Linked DNA regions of Mus musculus: region 2 is linked to region 1. Evidence: chromatin contacts called from public Hi-C data. All regions are on one chromosome and are shown on one strand. The core of a region is the stretch at or near the end of the contact, and the rest is flanking DNA. Distances in the headings are between cores, read along the strand shown. Region 1 has its middle 40 kb from the start of Prdm1. Region 2 overlaps Gm35154 (a long non-coding RNA gene).

The links. Hi-C and Micro-C count contacts between places; a contact is called where the count stands out from the background.
Region 2: a Hi-C map of uterus shows a contact between it and region 1, with 3 times the contacts expected there. The contact joins two enhancer-like sites. A contact is called at or near these places in 1 of 15 datasets of contacts at CTCF or cohesin (CD8 T cells) and 3 of 484 Hi-C or Micro-C datasets (bone marrow-derived macrophages, liver and uterus).

What each region holds. Positions count from the first base shown.
Region 1 is chr10:44,495,784-44,500,945 of GRCm38.p6, reverse strand. It overlaps a transcript of Prdm1 not described here. Among named protein-coding and RNA genes, the nearest start is that of Prdm1, 40 kb to the right of the region's middle. Within about 2 kb of position 1,290, at least 6 of the 459 cell types and tissues checked have an H3K27ac peak or open chromatin away from gene starts, as enhancers often do. A contact at or near this core is called in uterus, where this site is marked.
Region 2 is chr10:44,689,051-44,693,701 of GRCm38.p6, reverse strand. It overlaps Gm35154 (a long non-coding RNA gene), which reads right to left. Exons shown (of 4, transcript XR_380292.3): 4 at 4,588-4,651. Among named protein-coding and RNA genes, the nearest start is that of Gm22503, 41 kb to the left of the region's middle. Within about 2 kb of position 1,966, at least 57 of the 459 cell types and tissues checked have an H3K27ac peak or open chromatin away from gene starts, as enhancers often do. A contact at or near this core is called in uterus, where this site is marked.

The sequences.
Region 1 (5,162 bases), core at 41-2,540:
CTTCCTGGTGGTCTGTTGTGAGTTTAGGACTGACATTAGGGAAATAAGTCATTGGATACTTCTTCTACCTCACCTCGCCCCCTCAGCACAGGGCTTTGAGGTGGAGCAAGCATGCTACCATTGACCAAATCCTCAGTCCCACTGAGATGACTCCTTTGAAGAGGCTTGTTTCCTTTTGCCTTGTTGTATAGCTTTCATCAAAGGTACAATCCTATGCATGCATTTGACTTACTGAGCAGAAAAGGGATCGACATACCTTTCTCTGATGTGATCGATGGAAGGGGAGGAACATGGATTTATGGGAAAGGGTGGACTGAAAGAACTCTGTCCACCAAGGATGGGTGGGGCCTAAGAATTAGCTTCTGAGGAGTCCGGGCCTTTGATAAGCAGTTCTTTATTTTTCTTCTCTCCTGTAGGGGATTCTTTTGGCATCTGGAGATATCTGATTGCAGGCAGGAGGATAGAGAGTAAGAGCAAGTACGAAGCAGCAAACAATAAACTTCCCATGTGTTGGGGAACATGGAAGAGCAAAACCACAGAGGGGAAACAGTGATAAATCTAAACATGTCCCGCAGTTAAGCTCGAGCAAATGGCAGAGAGAATGTAAGACGTGCTCCCTTTACCAAAGACACGTGTCCGAGTCTAAGCACCACCTACCGAAACCTACATCTTCTCTTTCCCTCGCTTCCCCCACTTTCACATCACTGAGATTTGCATCCCCACCACCCACCTCATTCTGCCACAATATGCCCTGTGTGATCTATTCAGACCTCATTAAACTGACGTACTGGGCCCACTGGCTCTGCTCAGCCTCAGTTTATTCCAACTTTGTTTAAGATTCGGGAAGTGCTGGGGGCGGGGCAGGACATTAATCGCTGCGCTTGTGCAAACGGAGTGCCAGCTGATTTATGGCAAAGGTTATAAAGGAAAAGTATTAACCATGCCTCGTCCCATTTGGCAAAACCATCCTGCACAATGTCCACAGAAACCCCAAGAGTCCTGTTTTGTGGAAAGAAGGGGGGAAAACTCCACCAAAGATACACTCTTCTTCTTTTGAGCATTAATTAAGACAGTAAATCACGGGCCACATGAAACAACTGTATTCGACAGAACGTGGATGGTCCAGGAACTCTGCTGGAGTTGTGTGAGTGGTCTGAATACCTCCGCCAAAGCCCTAAAGGGAGGGCAGACTTCAAAGGGCACTTTGGGCATGAAGGAGAGATCTGCTCCATCAGGGAGAGAAACGGTTGTAAAGTACAGACTGCAAGGAGAAATAGTGATGAGGACCAGTGCAGAGGGGCAGAGGGTAATGCAGCTGTGGGCTTTTTCTTAAAGGGACCAGATAAGTACTCGGTAGTGTATACTCTTTTCTAAAAGAGGAACTTGGATTTCATCATCTAGGAATGTCTTCCAGATGAAAACATACCTCTGTTTTTAAGGAGAGTAAAGGAAATCGTCTCTGTTTTGTTGTTTTAACATTGGTATTTTTAACCCATTTGAAATGGCCTCTGTCTGTTGTATTGACTATCCACCATATCCCACCACTGGATCCTGGACCGTTTTTTTGTTTTGTTTTGTTTTTTTTGTTTTTGTTTTTTTACAAGCTTCAGTGAGTTCAGGACATGTGAGCCATGAGTAGTTTGCAAAGAGTGACTTTATCTTAACTCACTTGCCTCCAGACAGGGTCAGCACTTCGCACAGAGGAGGGGGAATATTTTGGGGAGACCTTGTGTACGTTCCCCTTCAGTCACTAAGTTCATACTGAAGACCTTCAACGATACTTTTCTCTCCTGATTTGTTTTTAACTGAATGTCTTCGCATTTAGGGCCGAGGGTTTCTTTTTCTTCTGATAGGGCTATGTTTCTATTCAGTTTTCCTTACACTAAGGTGTCCAAAAGCTCCAAATTCATACAGATCCTATTGCCTCTGCCTCCTGAGTGGTGCGCTAGGATTATAAAGCACGTGCCCAGGTTCTCCTTCCTATTTGAATCCTAGCTTATAATGCATACATGTGTATCTATAAGCGTGTAAGTATGGGTATAGTATAACTCCTAGAAAGGAGACCAAGAAAAAGAAATATCAGTTGATAAGGAAGGACAGGAGGCAAGCCAAAGGTTCTGTGAATTGCAAAAGAGGATATATATAAAGACAATTTTTGTTTCCTAGTTTCAACTCTATCCTAGTTTTTTTTTTAATATGTGATAACTGGCATCTCATGATATAATAAATCTTGATGTGGGTTCCCAGGGTTCATCCAACTTGGCATTTAGAGTTTAGCCATTTAGAGTTAGATCCTTGTATATAAAACATTTCATCAAACCTTGACGATTTTCAGCCTTTATTTCTTCAAATAATTTTCCCACCCCCTCTCTCATAAGACTCTTGTGATGGATACGCTGGTTAGTTGGAATATGTCCCATTTGTGATAGACATACTGGTTAACTGGGATATGTCCCACTCATGATGGACACGCTGGTTAACTGGGATATGTCCCATTTGTGATGGACATACTGGTTAACTGGGATATGTCCCACTTGTGATAGACATGCTGGTTAACTGGGATATGTCCCACTCATGATGGACACGCTGGTTAACTGGGATATGTCCCACTTGTGATAGACATGCTGGTTAACTGGGATATGTCCCACTCATGATGGACACGCTGGTTAACTGGGATATGTCCCACTTGTGATGGACATGCTGGTTAACTGGGATATGTCCCACTTGTGATAGACACGCTGGTTAACTGGGATATGTCCCACTTGTGATGGACACGCTGGTTAACTGGGATATGTCCCACCAGTCTCTTGGGCTTTGCTTTTGTCAGGCCTTTTCTTTTTATCCCAAATACCTAAGCAGCTCCTTGTCTTTCCTTTAAACTTGCTTACATCTGACAAAATGCCCCTGGCAGAAGTTTGCTTTGGAATATTTTAGTCTCCTTGTGATTTTTCTCTCTAATTCTGTTTCTCTATCTCTTGACTTTATTTGCCTTTACATCTTCAGCATTTTAAGCTGTTTTAAAAACTTCATTTTGTAAGTCTGCCACCTGCATTCCCAAGGGATTGCTTCAACCTTATTTTTAGATCAGCACACTTTTCTTGGAATTCCTTGTGATTTATCTTTTTTCCCCCCTTTTTGGTTTTTTTGAGACAGAGTTTCTCTGGGTATCTCTGCCAGAAAACAAAGAACCTGAAACAATGAGTAGAAGGTATATACAACAAACTCTGAGAGATCTTATGCCTGCACAAACCCATGATTAGAGTCTGTAGTCAATGATCAAAATACAGATCCCCAAATTTGAAGGCAGAATCCTTACTGGTTGTTTGAGTTCCCACTAGCTGCTGCAAGATGTGCAGGAATCTATTCATAGGTGCCTATCATGATCCTAGAGGTTAAGGGAATGGATAGCCACTGTTAAGATTAAAAACTAAAATTGACCAAGTTTACCTCCAATTTACCATTCAAGCCTTCCCTTACAAATTGCAGATATTCAACGGACTACACGCTCCCAGATGGTTCCATCAGACAGATTTTGCCAGTGTGGTGGTTGTGTATGTGTAAAAAAACTGACTCTTTACTGACCCACCTTTCCAAAGCTCTCCCAACTGTCACTGTTATTATTATGACTATTATTTTATATTGTTAAGAATGATATATGATGGGCAACTGGTCTACCTCTAGACTACATAACCCAAGTCCCCTGCCCACTATCATTTCAAATGCATAACTCTTCATATCCTTTCGCATGTACTTTCAGCAATTTTGTCCTGACTTGAACTGATTACTCTTAATGGACTATGGCTGGCATGATCAAATGAGATACTGTGCATGCATATGCTTTGATACCCTTTGAAAATAAGTAAATTATCCTCTTTTTTAAACCCACATTCTTTATAAGTAGGCCACAAACTTAGAAAAATACAGACAATCTATGATATAAGTAGTCTCTAAGATGTCCTATAATCACCTCTGTCTTTTTATTGGGAAGGTAAGGAGAAGCTGAGATGTGCCCTCTAAGGATAAACATTTTTCAGGCAAACAACCATTTTATGTGTACAGGTTTTATTATTATTATTATTATTATTATTATTATTAAATTAAGAGTAAGTACTGTTTACTGATCTGAGTATTCATTCATAAACTCTGATCTGAGGTTGACTTTTTTGTTCACCTAAAAGAAAAGGGAATCAATCCCCATTATACAAATTTGTTGTTTTATTTGATGAAGCCTGAAATATAAGCACCTGGAATTAATGCCCTTTCATCTCCTAAGCATTAAATTCAAGTGTATAATTTTAGACTCGATTTGTTCCGTGAAACATGAGTAATACTTAAAATAAGCTAGTTTGCAGAATGACAGTACTAAGTGGGTTAGTCACAAATCTATTGTCATAGAATATTAGAAATAAGTATTTCTTGATGACATTCCTGCCAAAATCAGTTAGCTGATCCACAGTGGCTTAGGGAGATTGTGGTTAACCTATTTCCCAAATGGTAATTAAGAAATGGTTTCAGGTTCCTAGGAAAGGCTTCTTAGTCCCATTACATTCTCTCTCCATCCTCTCTTCCTCTGCATGTCTCATGCTTCTTTTTTGTCACTAAGACCAGACCATTCAAAGCATTCCCTGTATGTTTGGGCACTGCCCACCAAGGAAGAAGAAATTAAGCCGCCAAATGTTTGAAACCCAGCCTAAATGAGCCGATTAGTCTACTTAACTCTCTCTTATCTTGCACTGTGCAGGGCGTAATGGCTGACACCCATTGTTTGCCTTTTCTTGGCATTAATGAAGAAATCAGAGTATCCTGCCACCCTGGGCGTTTCCTCCAGTTAATTTAGCCGTCTCCTTCTTTCTAGGATCCTTCTGAAAGAAGAGAGTAAACATGGAAGTGAGCAGTTGTTAGAATTAGGATGTATATACTCAAACTCTCACATACAGCACACGAAAGCCAGGATGTGTTTGGCCCCTCGTAAAAGGACTGTGGCCCCTAGAAAAGCAAGAGGAAAACTACCACTCCGTGTGTGCAGTAAGCAGTATCCTGCATGAACATCTGGATGTTAGGGAACAGCAAAACTTTCAGGGTCTGCCTCCAAACATACAGATCTTACTGCCTTTAAGTTCCTCCATGCTTTTTTTTTTAAATCTCTTTATTCTAATTAGTAC
Region 2 (4,651 bases), core at 717-3,216, 190 kb before region 1:
AGCTCCTCCACTGTAGAGTCATCTAGATTTTGGTGTTTCTATTTCCTCACATCCCAATTCTCTCTTCAATCCACTCTTGGCTGGGTTCTGTTCCCAACATATAACATACAACATACAATGTTTCTGGTGATTTTCAGGCTCCTAAGTCCCTTAGACATTCTCTTGTTCCTGCCTTAGCAACATTTTTGGTAATGTTGGACAAGCTGTTCACCTCTGAAGTAGAGGCCAGGCACCTTCCTTGGCTACTCTCTACTTTATTGAGGCAGGATCTTTTACTGAACCTAGATTTGTAAACATAATAGCAGTACTGCCAAGTATGTCTCAGTCTTGTTAGTACAAACACACACATATCACTAGACACTCATGGGAAAAAAATGGTTTTCTATAAGCAAGATGGCTGGGTCAAGGGTGAGGGTCTTCAACACAATAGCAGTAACAAGAGAGTTTTTAAAAGGCTTTTCTTACTTGTAGCTATAGTATATAGCAGGCTGTGGTGAGACTCAAGATGGATAGCCTTTTTCTAGATGGACAACATTTGACAAAGCTATCCAGCAAGTTAATGTAGCCAAAGACTCATCTGGATTTTATCAATGTGGTGTGGCTAGGAAAATAAAAGTGATTTTAAGAACAAAGTACAAAGTCACACACCAACTCCCTTCTTAAATAAAAATAGATTTTTTAAAAAACGTTTTTTTAAGCCTCTCTTTTCCTTCTTAAGTTAATTTGCTGAGTTATTTTATCTTCTTCCAACATCTTCTCCCCAACATCTGGTATAACTGACTTGAAATATTCTTCCTTGTGTCCTTTCTCTGAAGAAAGGGTGTATATAAGAGCCTGGCCAAGCATAGTCTAAAACAAGGCCTAGAAACTTCTCCGACACTGTCATTGCACATAAAAATTTACCTTGGAGTCACTTGAACTTGGACTTAGTGATTTTCTAGTTCACAGAAGTCACAAAGAGTCAGTAATAGTTTTTAAAAGTCCATCAAAAAGTGAACCAATAAGAATTCAGTAAAAACTCCCTGGAGTTCATCAATTATTCCAACACCATAAATTTACAGCTGAATCCCCCAGGGGCAGGGTTTCTACCGACATTGGCAAGCTGAGGAGGAAAGTTGCAACAGCAAACTTGCTTTATCTCTTTCCTCTGATCAATTACTGGTACCCTCATCCTAGGAAAGCTCTCTCACCGAGCCTTCAGCTGAGCAGCGTTCAGAATTACATAATCTAAGACTTGGGTTTTTTTTTTGGTCTTGCTGTTCTATACCTGGTCCATGTAGCACTGGTAAGTTTCTCATTTGTCCCCATTTATTGTGTTATTTAGACACTAATCTAGTTTTCTAACCTGAGTGGTAGAGGTTTCTCCTTTGATTTCTGCAACAATTGTATCTTTTGAAGATAGAATTTAGCATGGTATTCAGTATCTTTTGGGACCCAAAGAATAATTATTTGCTTTATAGTCTGCAATCGAGAAAGAACAATGAATAACGTAGGAGGACCAAGAGTTGGGTACAGGGAAGCAGTGTGAAACGTTGTTTCAGAGAACCGTGGAGTAATGTGTGAGATCAGGCTGACAGACGGGAAGTACAGTCAGAGAGGCTGGCTAGAAGGCATTGTAAATGATCAAGAAAGAAAGAACCTCGAGAAAGTAAGGGAAGTTTGGGGGAAACAAGTCAGTAGAACTGAATTTTCAGACATGATAGGGAATTTCAGGTGAGCAAAGGTAAGGATGAGAGAGACACGGTTGAGATGGATTCCTTGTTTTCAGCAGGAATGACCGTGAGACTGGACTGTGGGGCAGAAACGAGGAACTAGGAAAGGGAAGTGTTTTTGTGGGGGAGAGGGCAAGCTCAGCTAGCTAGCTGTTGTTGAATTTGAGACTCTGGGAAGAATTTCAAGTGAAAATGACCAATGGTCAGTCAGAGAGATGGGAATAAACCGTGAGCAAGGAACAGGACATGAGCTGTAAATCTGTGAGTCACCGTCCCCACATGCTTGCAGCCATGAGAACAGGGATAGTCTCTGCACACTGTAGTGGCCTGTGAGAAGTGGAAGACGTAGGTGGAAACCTCGGGTAGGAGGGCGTTGAAGACTGAAGCAAAGGCGTCTGGGAAACATCGGAACAGACAGGACGTTAGCAGGAAATAGAGGAGTACATGCCAGAGGTGTAAGAAGTGAGACGGTTTCCGGAGCAAGAAGAAAAATAATGATGAGAGACAGTGGGGATGGGTTGAAAGAAAGCACACTAGAGGCTGAAGTGGCAAGCAGTGATTTCTAGGAGCCAATTTGAATAAAGGGTTAAAGAGCTGGAATGGAGATTGGGTCCAAGGAGTTACAGAGATAGGATATGAACCATAGACTTAAAAACTTAGCAGTGAAAATGGAAGCAAAATGACTCTAGACATTTTGTAAACAAAAACCTACACTTAATATTTCTTAGGACTTTTTTTTTTTGGTAGTGGTGGTTGTTTTATGAGACAGATCTTCATAAGTAGTCCTACACAGTCTAGAAGCCACTAGGTACCCCAGGCTGGCCTTGCACCTGTAGTGACCATTCTGATGACCTCTTCAGTGCTCAGGTTATAAATGTATACTTCAATTATAGATGTGCACTACCATGCATGGATTTTATATGTGAGGGAGTCTTTATAAATATTTTGTCATATTGTTAAATGAGTTATTGAATTCATATACTCTTTGCTGACATAGCAAATGGAAATTCAGATGGACTTTTATTACCCTTGAAGTAGAGGTTAATATTCTTACCCTCTTCTATTCATGCACAGGAAAACATGTACACACACACACACACACACACACACACACACACACTTTTAAAAAGCTCGTAGACCTCTCCCCATGTTCCTAAGGTTATAGTCCTTAGAATTCTAGCTTTGAGATCAAATCAAATGGGTACTGTGTGACGCTGAGGATATCAGTGCTGGGTAGCACCAAATGCCTAGAGTTGCCTGCCCATCACAACAATGCTGTTGTTTGAGTATTTGAACTTTTTGATCCACTTTACAATGCCCCTCTTATATAAATAGGACTTCATGTCCAATGTGACTCTTTATCTATTAACTAATCTAGCCATATTAGGAGTTTTTAAGAAAATGACTAATTCCATCATTCTTGAACAGTCAGTCTTGTGGTGGCTTCCACATAGTCCTGCAGAAAACCATGAAGTCCAAAGAACAGACTTCTAAGTCTGCTCTGAAAAACATCAAGAACATTTGACCAAGGTCAGCATGTCTAACATGGTTTCCCATTGTTGCCTGTCATCCTGACCTTATCTTGCCCAAAAACTTAAATGTCCCATTCATTCCCAGTGTTAAGGAAAATGTGATGTGTGAACCTAAGATATGGGTAATAGTATAAATATTCAATATCACTTCAAGGCTGGTAATTACCAAGTCATTTGATGCTAAATTAAATTAAATTTAAATTTTGTTATAGAAAGTAAACTTCTATATATTTAGATTGGGAAAGAAAAGTATTTTCTCTAATTCTGAGAATAGTCAAAATCAAATGCTTTGGGACATAGAAATAAACTATATCCATAGTGATTTTCCCCCTTTGGACTTCATGGTTTTTTTGCAGGACTGTGTGGAAACCACCACAAGAACAACTGTTCAAGAACGGTGGAATTAGTCATTCCATAAGCAGGAAGACTGCTTGTGGGTTATTATCTGTAGATAGACAAGCACACAAATGCCAGTTTGGAGCTCAGAGAATTTTCACAAAAGATACCAGTGTGCCAGGGCCCAGCTCAGGCAATACAGAGCAAAAACTCTTCAAATGGACTTTGGAGGAAGCAAAGAGAAGGGGCTCCTCTAGACAGGGTAGTAGGAAACAGGTACTGTGAAAGCAGAAAAGGAAAAAACAAAATCTGAGGCAGTTTTACTGAGAGAGAGTAATACAGGGAGAGTGAAGCAGGAGGAACAAATCATGGTAAGGATGTTTGAAAAAGTCAGAGGGAAACACTACAACAAGCTTACTTAAAAATAGATATACATTGTGTGTGTGTATGTGTATGAGGGGGCAAGCCTAGCCTGCTGCTACTGAGTGTCTTCTAGACACAAAGTGGAAACTCTCCACTTATAAAATCTTAACTGTATAGTTACCGAAACAAGACCCACATAATGGTAACTTCAACTGATGTACCAGCATGGAGAGGGGACATTTTCTAAGGTCTCACCCCTAAACAAAGAGCTTCAGTGGCTGTCGAAAGAGGAAAGATTGGTTCCTCCCTACCACCACCAGGGATAAGCTCCCTGATTGGTTAACAATAGGTAACAGTAATTAAAGAAAAGGGGGTCATGAATTTAAGAGGGGGTGAGGAACTTGGAGGACAGATAATGGAGGAGTAGAAATGACACAAATAAAACATAAATAAAATTCTGCATGAAACTCTGAAAAGTATATATTAAAAAAAAACTTTAAAAGAAAAGCTCTTACATGGTCTTTTTAAGCACACTACATCCCTCCAAGGCGAACATTACTATAGCAGCTAATACCACATGATAATTTTGCCCAGCAGAAGATTTTCAGAAACAAAACTACATGATAATTTTGCCCAGCAGAAGATTTTCAGAAATAAAACTTTAATTTATGTGTGTGTGTGTGTGTGTGTGTGTGTCCAGGTTCAGTA